Linked DNA regions of Mus musculus: all the other regions are linked to region 1. Evidence: chromatin contacts called from public HiCAR-type and HiChIP or PLAC-seq data. All regions are on one chromosome and are shown on one strand. Each heading gives the region's core, a stretch centred on a gene start, on an enhancer-like site or on the middle of the called end of the contact. The rest is flanking DNA. Distances are from core to core; before and after follow the strand shown. Region 1 has its middle 22 kb from the start of Gm52536. Region 2 has its middle 28 kb from the start of A630075F10Rik. Region 3 overlaps Tshz2 (teashirt zinc finger family member 2).

What was found. HiCAR-type assays count read pairs that join an accessible place to other places. HiChIP or PLAC-seq counts read pairs in DNA pulled down with a chosen protein or histone mark.
Region 2: a contact with region 1 is called in a HiCAR-type map of embryonic stem cells, with 6 times the contacts expected there. The contact joins two enhancer-like sites. A contact is called at or near these places in 5 of 115 datasets of contacts at active chromatin or transcription factors (embryonic basal ganglia, embryonic forebrain and embryonic stem cells).
Region 3: an H3K27ac HiChIP or PLAC-seq map of embryonic stem cells shows a contact between it and region 1, with 6 times the contacts expected there. The contact joins two enhancer-like sites. A contact is called at or near these places in 8 of 115 datasets of contacts at active chromatin or transcription factors (cardiomyocytes, embryonic basal ganglia and embryonic stem cells) and 1 of 9 other capture datasets (embryonic stem cells).

What each region holds. Positions count from the first base shown.
Region 1 is chr2:169,099,676-169,103,675 of GRCm38.p6, forward strand. No RefSeq gene overlaps it. Among named protein-coding and RNA genes, the nearest start is that of Gm52536, 22 kb to the left of the region's middle. Within about 2 kb of position 1,791, at least 4 of the 459 cell types and tissues checked have an H3K27ac peak or open chromatin away from gene starts, as enhancers often do. A contact at or near this core is called in embryonic stem cells, where this site is marked.
Region 2 is chr2:170,040,974-170,044,973 of GRCm38.p6, forward strand. It overlaps a transcript of Tshz2 not described here. Among named protein-coding and RNA genes, the nearest start is that of A630075F10Rik, 28 kb to the right of the region's middle. Within about 2 kb of position 2,043, at least 24 of the 459 cell types and tissues checked have an H3K27ac peak or open chromatin away from gene starts, as enhancers often do. A contact at or near this core is called in embryonic stem cells, where this site is marked.
Region 3 is chr2:169,726,918-169,730,917 of GRCm38.p6, forward strand. All of the region lies in intron 1 of Tshz2 (teashirt zinc finger family member 2), which reads left to right. Among named protein-coding and RNA genes, the nearest start is that of Gm34344, 62 kb to the left of the region's middle. Within about 2 kb of position 1,879, at least 22 of the 459 cell types and tissues checked have an H3K27ac peak or open chromatin away from gene starts, as enhancers often do. A contact at or near this core is called in embryonic stem cells, where this site is marked.

The DNA of each region.
Region 1 (4,000 bases), core at 541-3,040:
GTAACTAGCCGGGAACTTAAACATAACTGTAAAAATGGAAATAAAAATCTATTAATGCAATAAACCTACTTAATAAAAGTTACTTTCATATTCAAAAACAAAATATTAAGGCGTGCTTCAGATCTGAAAGTCAAAAATGAAGGAATAAATTAGCCGGGGTTAAGAGCCTTGCAGCAGCTGACTAACAAAGCTCCCGGGGATTATAAAATTTCATGCTCTCGTAATAAAAAGGATAAAGGATCGGCTAGAAGACCACTAAAAGTTCAAATAAATGAACATAAGAGAGAGGAGAAAGTCTGACAAGACGGAGACCGCTAATGTGTGAAGGCTGAAGCGACGGAATTAAAGTGCTGGAGACCGGAATTAAATGCAAAATGAATTCGGGGAGGAGATTAATAGAAAATTATAAAGGTAAATGAGTTCGGTTTCAGGGTTTCAGAAAACTTTAGATATCTCATTATTTTTCTTAGCACTTAAAGAGAGGCAGAGAAAGACAAATTAAAACTGGGCATAAGCCATACTGGAGTGAGTGGGAGAACCGATAATTTCCTTACCTGAAACCGCCCCTCCCCGTATTCCCTAGACTTGACCTTCAGTTATTCAGTACCACAAAACAGCCCCCAGTGTAGCAAGTCCTCCCAGAGTCCTTTGCAGCACACTGGGGCTGTGAATCTAAGTTTTTGTTTAATTATGTGGGAATATATTTAAAAGGAGCCGACTCTATGCCTCTCTCCTTCCATTCTTCCGGATCGTATGATACCTGATGGCAGCGGGTACTTCCAGCAACAGTTTTGGACCACTTGATGGTCATGGGAAGGAAAATTATATGGAGAAATGACAGGGTGGAAGGAGGCTGGGACACTGCTGCTGTGACCCCGGGTTTCCTAGTTCCAGACTTAAAAAACTCCACCCGATGTGATTTTGAGTTACATCCTCCAAGTCAAAGGAGATGTTATTGGAGAGAATTTCTGCCTTCAGACCTGAGCTTCAGTGGCAGAGGCGGGGTTGTGGTGGGGGTGCTGAGGACGTGACCCTACCGTGAACCGAGGCTGATGCCAGAGGCCAAAAGACTGTAAGCCAGAGTCTACTCCAATTAAAATATGCGGGGGCGGGTGGGGTGGTGGTGGTGTGTGGGAGAGGCAGGGGAGGGATGGGGGAGGCGTAGGTGGGGCTGGAGACTGGTGACGGGGGTGGGGGGGTGGGGTGGGTGGGGTGGGTGGGTGGGGGAGTGGGGGTGGGGGTGGGCCAGGGGTTGGCGGTGTCTGAGGCCATGGTTCATTTGGTGAAATATTTGCCTTGCAAGCACAAGGACTAGACTTCCATCCTCAGAACCCATGTGAAAAACCAGGCATGGTGGTGCATGCTTGCAATCCCAGCACTGGGGAGGCAGAGGCAGAAGGACCCCTGGGCTTCCCTGGCTGCCTGCCTAGCTTACATGGAGAATTATAGGTCCGTGAGAGGCTACTTCTCAAGCCAAAGGGGGAAGGCATCTGAGGGATGACCCCCAAAGTTGGCACACAAACACAGAGAAGAAAAAGCCCATTTTTTTTAAAAATTTGAATATGACTTTGCCTAGAGGGAGCGACGTTTTAATTTCCTTATAGATCAGTACGATCAGGTACTTTGAAAAGTTTTTTTGTTTCTTTTTTTTTTTTTCTTTCTTCTTATAGAAAGACAGAGTAAACGTCAATGCTGCTGACCAAGGTGCGCTTCTCTCACTTGTTTATAGGATCTTGAGGGAGGGCGATGGTGTCCCTGTTGGAGAGGGGAAGCAGACGCTGCATGAACTTTGACCCCATCCTGTTGCCGGCTCAGTATCTCCACTGTGCTCCCGCTCTGTCTGTTGAGGCAGGATCTCATGTAGCCCAGGCTGACCTCCAATGTAGCCAAGGATAATTGTGAACCCCCGGTCCTCTTTTCTCTCTCTCCCAAGTGCTGGGATCACAAGGCAGTACCCTCCCCCAGTTTTATTTGATACTGGATAGAATCCAGGGTTTTACACAGGCAATGCAGGGCCCTACCCTTGAACTCCAGCATGCCCTGCCCCCATTTCCTCTTCCTATCTGTCTACCACAGCAGTAGGAAGGTCCGGGACATTTGTTTGCTCTTCAGGAAACACCTCCCATCTTGGCCGTAGAAGGCATTCTTTGCCCTCAATCCAGATTGAATTTCCTTTATCCCGAAAAACTGGTGACTCACGGAAGTGTTTCCAGAGTGAACATGGTTAGAACTTCTCCAGAACCCTTGGGGGAGAGAATCTTCTAGGCTTTCCCTTCTTGTGTTCTCCAGTAAGTCTCCACAGCATGCATGCCTCTGAGCAGCACTGACTCCTCCCGTGGGTTCCAGGGAGTCTGTGATTGCACGCACCAGGCAGCTTTCTAGTTCCTCCTTCCCACCACTCCGCAATGTTTATTCTCTGAGTCGTTAGTCATGTGCTGGGCCATGGAAATACAGCAGTGACTGAAACCTGCAGAAACTGGTTTATTCATGGCTCTGCCAGTTTGCTGATTCTTAACACGCCCTTATGGGGCAGTTGGTTACTACGACTGAATGGTATATTAGAACGATATTGGGGTTATTTAACTGGCCTCAGATTTTATGTAATTTCCACTTCTGATCTCGTAGATATAAACATGCCGGTGAAACTAACAACAGCCAGAAGAACAACTCCAGACGCAACAAAATGACAGGAGCTATGGAGGCTGAAGTAGAGGGCCCTCAAGGGATGGGGAAGATGGTTCTCAACTGGAAACTAGACTTTCTCAATAAATATGAATGGTGGCTTGGCTATGTCTCAGTTCCTATTTGTGAATGTGGAAGAAAAACTATTTGGTAAATGCAATAAGGGAAGAAATGGTATTTTAAAACAGAAGCCAGGTGGTTGTGGCCCACACCTTTAATTCCAGCACTCAGGAGGCAGAGGCTGGTGGATCTGTGTGAGTTCAAGGACAGCCTGGTCTACAGATCAAGTTCCAATATAGCCTGGGCTACACAGAGAAACCCTGTCTTGAAAAACCAAAGACAAAACAACAACCACTACCACCACCAACCAACCAACCAACCAAAACCAACCAACCAACCAAAACCAACCAACCAACCAAAACCAACCAACCAACCAAAACCAACCAACCAACCAAAACCAACCAACCAACCAACCAAAACCAACCAACCAACCAACCAACCAACCAACCAACCAACCAACCAACCAAAGCCACCCAACCAACACCTAATAGATAGAAGTTAGCAGGCTGTGTGGAAAGTGGAAGTTCATGAAAGACATGTCCTTTCCTCACAGGAGACTGCAGCTCCTTCAGGCTTCCGACATGGACTGAAGACAGGGGCCTTTGCTGGCATCCTCCAGGCCTTCAGAACAAGGTTGAGACTGCCCAGGCACCCAGCCTTGTGAACCGAATAACGAGCAGGTTTCAGCCTCTTCAAAGTGAAGACAGCCAGTGTTAGCCCGTCTAACAATCCCTCTTTCCTATGCTGGCTCCAACCATGGCTGGCTCCTTCGCAGGGCCTGAGGGCCATCTGGGGGGTCACTCTGGGGAATGGCAGTGCACACTTGGCCCTGAGGATGCCACGCCTGTCTTCACAGCAGAAACTCTACATACAGTTCTGTCTCTTCCTCTTTTTTTTTTTTTTTCTTGAGACAGGGTTTCTCTGTGTAGCCCTGGCTGTCCTGGAACTCACTCTGTAGACCAGGCTGGCCTCAGAGATCTGCCTGCCTCTGCCTCCAAGTGTTGGGATTAAAGGCGTGCACCACCACTGCCCGACTTTCTCTTCCTTTTTTTGATCTTTATTTTTCTTTTCTGTTTTTGCTGTATTGGAGATCTGACCCAGTTCATGCTAGGCAAAGCTCTATCCCTGAGCCAAGTCCTAGTTTCTCATCATGCAACCGTGTCCAGCCATACACTTGGCGTGTAGTTTAGTTCCTTTACTAACCGTTAGCTGTGTGGAACTGATCATCACTCCATGGGCCTCTCCGAACCTCTCATGA
Region 2 (4,000 bases), core at 793-3,292, 940 kb after region 1:
GATTTTCTACACAGCCTAGCATGTTCTGCAAAGTCTTAAGAAACAGAAATTACTTCCAGGCCATGCATTCTCAGGACAGAAAACCCCCCTCCCTCCCCGACTCTTCTGGAAAGTTCCGTAGGTACCGGGGACAAAGCCACCCTTTTCCCTAGGCTTGGTGTTTGCAGAGACGGAAGTATGGAAAGAGACAATTAGAGAAGGGCGTGCCCGATGCTGCAGTCCTCCTGGGAAGGAGCAGGATGCAGCCTGGGAGAGCAGTGATGTAGGAGGGACATGGGAGGTCACTGTCAGGGTTCCAAGGACGGGCTGTGTTGTCCTGTCTGTACATGAGGGAGTAGCAGGAGCCAAGTGAGAGGCCCAAGCCCACGAAATCGTCCCTCTGTGGACATCCTAGCAGGAAAAGTTCGTAAGAAACGATGAAGCTTCCAGAAGCCCTGTAACCTTAGGTAGTCAATCACAGACTTTCCAGGGTGGTCTGCTCTGACAGCCAGAGTTTTCTGACCGTGATCTTAACATATGTTCAGTGGCCCACAGCTGGATCATCTTCAAACTAAACCTTACATTTTGTGTAACACACACACACACACACACACACACACACACACACACACACTGCCTCCAAGCCTTAGCTCCTTTTTTAAAAGGGGGTGGGGGAGCCTACATCCTTCTTCCTTTATTTATTGATTACAATCCGTGCGGGGGAGTGCAGGCTCAGAAGACAGCTTGTGTGATTTAGTTTTCCCCTTCTCAGGGATCTTCTCCCATCAGGGATTGAACACGTGTCCTCGGGTTTGTTGGCAAGCCCCTTTACCTGCTGAGCCATCTCATGGGCCCTCATTTCTCTTTTTAATCACTGCCCCCCTTGCTCCTTTGGAGCGGAATGAATTGCCGGTAAGGAATGTGTCTGCCAGGAGGCCCCTATCTGAGCCTAGAGACTGACAAGTCTCAGTTACCTGAAGCTTGAACTGAAGTAACACACCGGAGCGGAGGGTTGTCCTGCCGTGCACACCAGGCCTCCTGTCCTGGAATACTAATGTGCCTGTGTTGGATGTGACAAAAATCAGGAGGAGTGGGAGAGAAACTTAAAAAGTAAGGAACTTTCTAGAATGTAACCGCCACCGACCCTGCGGTGTGGAATAATTGTCAAATTGTCAAATGTGTGCATAAACACATAAATAAGATGAATTTATTTTCATTATTCATCTTCTATGCTCTTTCCCTTATTTATGTTTTAAACAACAGTTACAGTAAATGTAACATTTTTAAAGGGGGTGGGGGGCTAGAGAACCTGCCATGGACAGAGAGATGATCAAGAAGCCCTGGTGTACCCCAAATCCTGTTTCTTCTTTACAGTCAGCAAAATAAAATAAAATAAAATAAAATAAAATAAGCCTTAACTGGAGTCGCACTCCATTCCCATGTGGGTGGCAGGTGCTGGTTTATTGCGAAATGTCACAAAATCAGAATGTCACAGAGTGAGACACGAACTGGTGGGAACTGTTTTCCCAGACTGGCTACCCAATTCCTCAGAGACGCAGGGGTCCCCCTGGCTAAGCCTAATTCTGAGCACTCTTGAATCACTAGTGATGTAAATTAGCCAGGGTGACCTGTCTGGCCAACCTGGCACTCAGAGTCCCAGACCCCTATGAGGCTGGTGCCATGTCTGACCACAAAGGCTGGGAGCATGAGTCACCAGCCTCCAGGAGCGGGATCCAGAGAACCTCAGTTGCCAGCACAAGGATACTAATGCACTGAGCAGTGAAAGCGAGCAATGAAAGCCATCAGGCCCAGCTACTACTGAAGGAACAACTGGCGTTAGCTTCGGACCTAGAGAAAGCCACGGCCTGCCACACACATGCACTGCGCAGTGCAGGGAAGTCCTCTGAGCTACTGGCTCAAGGGGCAGGCACAGCCCCACATGGCTCCCATTCCTCTGCCAGTGGAGAGGAAGACTTCACAAAAACCCAACGTTTACAATCTACACCCTCCAGTTTCTCACCAAAGTCTTCTCTTTCTGAGGCTGGGCTTGACCACGTGGGTTGCATTGGCCAATCAGATGTGAGCAATTGTGTCAGCCAGGTTCCTCAGAAGGTATTTGCTCCTCTGTGGTTGCAGTTGGAGGGCGCACAGGCCAGGAGGGTGTGGGGTGGGGAGCAGACCCCAATTCTACTGTCTCTGTTGGCTATTCGTGCCACTCAAGCCTTGGGCTCCCTTTGTATACTTTGTAAACCCCTGCGTTTGTTCTTCGGGCTGTTCTAAGAGGCACTAGTTTGCTTTTCCGTTGCTGTGGCAAAATACCATGACAAAAAGCAACGCAGACCATTCCGGTAGGGAGCAGGGCACCAAGCAGTAGGCACCGTGGCAGGAACGAGAGGCTGAGAGATTACATCTTCAACCACGTGCAGAAAGAGGAGAACGGAAGTGGGACAAGGACATAAACTCTCAAAGCCCACCTCCCAGTGATGTATTTCCTCTAGCAAAGCTCATGTCCTAAAACAGTGCCACCAACTGGAGACTCTGGGTTCAAATGCATGCACCTCTACCACTGGAGAGATCTCTGGAGGTGGGGCAGGACTGATGACTCAGCGGTTAACAGCGGGGGGGGGGGGGGGGGGGGGGGGGGGGTTCTATTGCCAAGAACCGAGGTTCAATTCCCAGCATCCACACCAGGGAGTTCACAGCCGTTCCTAGGGGTCCAACGCCCCCATCTGGCCTCCATGGGCACTGCACACACGGTGCACATGCATAACACTCAGGCACGTGTGCACACATATAAAATAAGAGGACATCTAGAGGGGAGTGAAACTACACCAGAGGTTTGCAAAGGACACTTTGTAAATGCCACACTGTTACACAAGTGTCCACTGGAGACTCGGAGCTAGTCTCCCAGTGCCAGGGGACACTGTATAGATCAGATCGCAAAAACACTGCCTGAGGGAAACTCGAAGCCAGTCCCCCATTTTGCTGAGGTCAGACCCCAAGCCTCAACCTCCCTTGGGCTTCCTGGGTCCCCTGGGTAAATTCTTCTTGGCTCTTCTGGCCCGTTTCCTAGGTAGGCTGACAAAAGGGAAGAGTGGTCCTTGGTGATAGGTTCCCCTGTTGCTTGATGACTCTCATTGCATCCAACAGCTCTTTAAAAGTTCCTATATTGAAATATTTGACTTACAGAGGGGAAAGCAGATGCAAGCACACATGGAAAGTTCAAAAGAGAGACAGATGGAAAAGCAGTGGAGAGGCTTGTCACTGCTGTGGGAGGCCACCCTGCCACAGGCTTTGTCACTGCTGTGGGAGACCACCCTACCACAGTCTAACGACCAAAGCCAAGAAATCGGTGCTGACAGTCTAGCCACCAAACTTCAGAACATGTTTGAATGTTCCCACTTCTTAGTCATTTTCTTTGCTTTCCTAGGACCTAACTCAGGATTTCAGGTTAGATTTAGCGGCCACAGCTACTTGGTCCTTACCACTAAGTCTTCCCATGTTGTGCTGTATTCTGTTCTGATCGGTTAATTTAATATTTCATGTTGTGTGTGGAGACCACTGAGTGGCCCACTTTATTGGTTTCTACCTTATTCCCTTGAGACCTCTCGCAGAACCCAGCAAGCCTCTGCAATCCACCTGTCTCCACCCCCACGACACTGGAGTTAGCAGGTGCCTGCAGCCACGTCCTGACTTTTACATGGCTACTGGGGATCCCAGCCCTGTCTTCTGCTTAGTCAGCCAACGCTCTTGTCCGTGGAGTCATTTCTTCAGCCCGTCTTTTGTGACACGGATCCTCTGACAAGCACTGGCCGGTTATTTCGTGAGCTGTCTCTCATTTTGGCTTTGTCTAATGTCTTCTGCTCCCTGGACAGATGTTAGGTGGTATACAAAGGAACAGCTGCTGTGTGACTGTTACTAGGGACAGGACAACAGCAAAGCAAAGCAGCAGCATTACCTTGCTGACCTAGGGAGTTAATGGGCTTCCCAAAGGCAGTTGCACGACCTGAAAGTCCCACTC
Region 3 (4,000 bases), core at 629-3,128, 630 kb after region 1:
CCTCAAGGTCCAAACCAGGGACAAATAGGGCCCAACATCCATCCATCCACCCATCCACCCATCCATTCATCTATCCATCCACTCATCCATATACTCATCCATGCATTCATATATCCACCTACCTAACCATCCACTCATCATCTGTCCATCTATCCATCTACTCGTTCATACATATGTAAACCTACCTACCTACCCATCTGCTCATCACCCATCCATCCATCCATTCATCCTTCCATCTATCCACTCATCCATGCATGCATACATCTACCTAACCATCCATCCATCCATCCATCCATCCATCCATCCATCCATCCACTCATCCATGTATTCATACATCTATCCACCCACTTGTCCACCCATAATCTATCTATCTACTGATCCATTCATCTAACAATCTATTTATCTATCCCATATGGATAGAAACACATCTGAAATATAATTCATATTAAAATGGTTTTTTTTTTCAACGCTGGGATATTGGATGGTTTTAGGGGTTTTTTTCTTAATGTTTTCTTTTCCTGTTACTTAACTACAGTGTGAGTCACTTTTAACAATGAAATTATTATCTCTTAAAAGGAAGAGGCTGATATGGGATGAACTAATGGATCCTTTTCAACAGTCCAGCCTGGGAAACTATTCTGAGAGATGAACAGAGTGATTCTTGCACACTATTAACTCCATCTGCCAAGTGGAAAACATCCCTCTGTTTTCAGTTTGGGGTCCAGGTTGATGGATGGGACTTTTCCATTGTGAAATATGCATGTTTAATTATCATTTCCACTGACCTCAGTGTTTGTACTCACAATATACATCAGCTGAATGCACAGGCTATTAATCACAAGGGTTCTGTTCAGGGTTTCTCTGGGCCAAGCTTTCATTGCATACTTTAGGATATCCAAAGTGTGGACACTACTGTGTCTGAGTTCCAAATTTCAAGAACGGACAAAAAGTGACAGGCATGGCTTTCCAGTTCCGGGTCTTACATGTCACTATGAGGGAGGTTACCTTCTGCTCAATGTCACCCCCCTGTGGGGCCCTCCTTGATGACTTTTGAAGTTAAATATATATTCCCTTGATTAAAATACTCTTTCCTTCTTTTAAGAATACTTTTAGTAATGTTTGTCTGTGTGTGGGGAAGGGGTGACATGCAAGCCAAAGCTTGTGTGCATGTGGAGGGCAGAAGATAGCTCGTGGGAGTCAGTTCCTTCCTTCTGCCATGTGGGTCCTGGGGTTCAAACTCGGGCCATCAGACTTGGCATCGAGCAAGCGCTTTACCTTCTGAGACAGATCATTTGCCTAGTGGCACACTCTTTGACTGAGAAGCTAAGTGTCTTTTTCCTCATTGCACACCTTTCGGTATTCAAATATACTTGAGACAGCACTGATGAAATGGAATCCTTGTATATCTTGAGCTTGTATATCTTGTATATCCTTGTATTTTGAGCTTCCCTGAAAGGGATGATCAAAACTCTGGCCTTTGTGTTGACCCAGGGCCTCAGTTTGTCCTTTTGGAGAGAACCATTCAGAATTCAAGTCAAAGAAAGTGGGTTTAGTGTTAGGTTGAAAAGAATCTGTGACAAATGCAACAGTAAAACAAGCCTGGAATTTTTAATACTTCTATTTATTGGAATAGGTATGGACTGGAGAGGCAGACAAAACTTACACAACAATGAACAAGGGAAAGGAAAACTGTGGTTGCTGTGTCTGAGTTCCAGGGACTCTTAATAAAGGCATATTCCGATTGGGAAGAAACAGAAGCCTATCTGCGCATACAAATGTAAATCACTTCTTTGAAACAAGGTCTTTAAACACCTCACCCCTCCTGGGCCAGGCATGCGGGTCACATGCTTCCTGTGTCTTCAGAGCTGGGCTCCACTTATTGGGAGCCACTGCAGGAGGGAGGACTTGTTTGAAACATGCTTGACTCCCCCATCAGAGCCCTAGCCCCTCCCTAGGTGTTTGGCCTCAAAGGTCAGTGTTTTTCCCAGTCCACCACAGCTGGTTTATGTCTGCTTTTGCCACCGGCGTTTCCACCAGGCGGAAAGCTTTGAAAAGGCTCCAGTCACATTTTGAAACTTCATGACAAAAAATTGAATGTCATCCAGAGACTAGTTTAGGATTTAAACATCGCTGTCAATCTAGGCTGTCACCACCACGAGATTTTTTACCCCGACGATAGATCACGGTGATGTGCTGGCCCTGACGGGTCTTGGACTGTTAAAACGATTGAGAACGGAATCTACTGGGCCATGCAAATAAATAAAAAGAGACAGGGAGTGTCAACCCTTGATGTGATTGCCTTCTTGGTTGTCAGGTCCTGGATGTTTCCAACCAGGCGTTTCCTGTTCTTTCCCGGTAACAGTCTGTGCAATGGGAAACAGAGGAAGTGGGACCTCCACTTCCTCACCAGTTTGAGGGTTGATAGTTTTGATCATTGAATGGCTAAAGGACAGACTAAAATGGAGACACCATTAGAACTGAAGTCAGATTCCAAAAATGTGTGTCTGTGGACAGAAAGAACAGGTCACAGACGCTGATTGCTGACATGAGCTGATCTAGGCAGGCAGAGAAGGAAGTACAAGGGCCAAGTGAGAGGAATCATGGAAGACGGGATGTAGAAACTTTAAGATGGAGGAACGTAGACATAGAAATGGTTGGATGTAAATGGGAAGGTGTGGTAGACATGTGAAGGGCTTGGATGGAACGGTCTAGGCACAGGAAGCAAGCCACCATGACTGACAAGAACTAAGCCACCCCTAAGTCAAGAAAAGATCAGAATGAAGATGTTAGTGGCAATGGAGTAAACGACCATCGCCACCAGCAAGGGGACTCATGGAGCACTCAGGATTGGAGATATTCAGTTTTCAGCCAGGGAGAACCCAGGAAGGACAAACAAAGACAAACTGGTTGGTTCTGTGGGTAGGATGTAGGCTCTTCCGGGACAGTGTGAGAAGGAGCTAGTGATGCACTTGATCAGTTAATAGCCCGGCACCAAAACAGGCAGATTCCCTGGTCACCTCTACAGGCAGGATCCTTGCTATCTATTCCATGACTTCACTCTCCTCATTTGTAGCGAGAGGTGCTTGCGCCAGATGGGTTTCCAAGGCAGTTCCCAATTTGGGAGAGAGTGGTTGGGGGCCCTGTGAGGAGGCACCCTGTTTTAGGAAGATTCATCTGGCCCTCTGGCAGTGGCTTATAAAGAAGGCTGATGAATCTTCACCAAAACAACAAGCAGGAGATGAGGGGAGATGATGGGACATAGAGGAAGGGTGATGGTCACCAGGGACCCTGGGGGACTTGATGGCTTAACTTGCAGCCAACCATACAGTTTCCAAATTATGTGGTGTTGGAAAGGGTTCAAATGCAAAAGGGACTCTCCAGTGCAACCCCAGTTTATTCAGGACGTTACTAAAGAAAGAGTGATAAACAATGGCATGCAATCTCAGTGTTGTGAGTATTTGCATAAAGGGAAAAAAAGACCCAAAGATAGGAGGTAAAGAGATGGGGAGATGAATTCTGATGGAAAGGCAGGGGAAAGGAAGCAAGAAGGATTCGGAGTCCACGTGGAGAAGTCTCCAGGGTAGCGAAGATGGAGAACTGTGAACTTGGCAAGATCAGCACGCAAGAGAATCCTCTGGGATAAAGCCGTGCCGTTTAGTTGGAGTTGAAAGGATGAATCAGCCTGGGATAAGGGATGAAGTAGAGAGAGGCAGAAAGAGTGACGAGGGTAGAACCTCAGCGCTGATCCATGTATTAGGACCAATTTGAGATGATCCAGGGCTAGGAAGGCCAGCGAGAAGGGGGGAACTCAGGGAGGTTAGGTACGTGGGAGCCAAGAATGAGTCACAGAGAGGGGCAGGGGAGGCATCAGAGGCTGCACAGAGGTCAAAGCCAAACAGCCTGACAGAGGGCCAGTGAATGTGGCAATGGACAGATCATCTGTTATCTCCACAAAGGGGTAAGTGACTCATGGCCGGATTACATCACCTTGGATAAAATT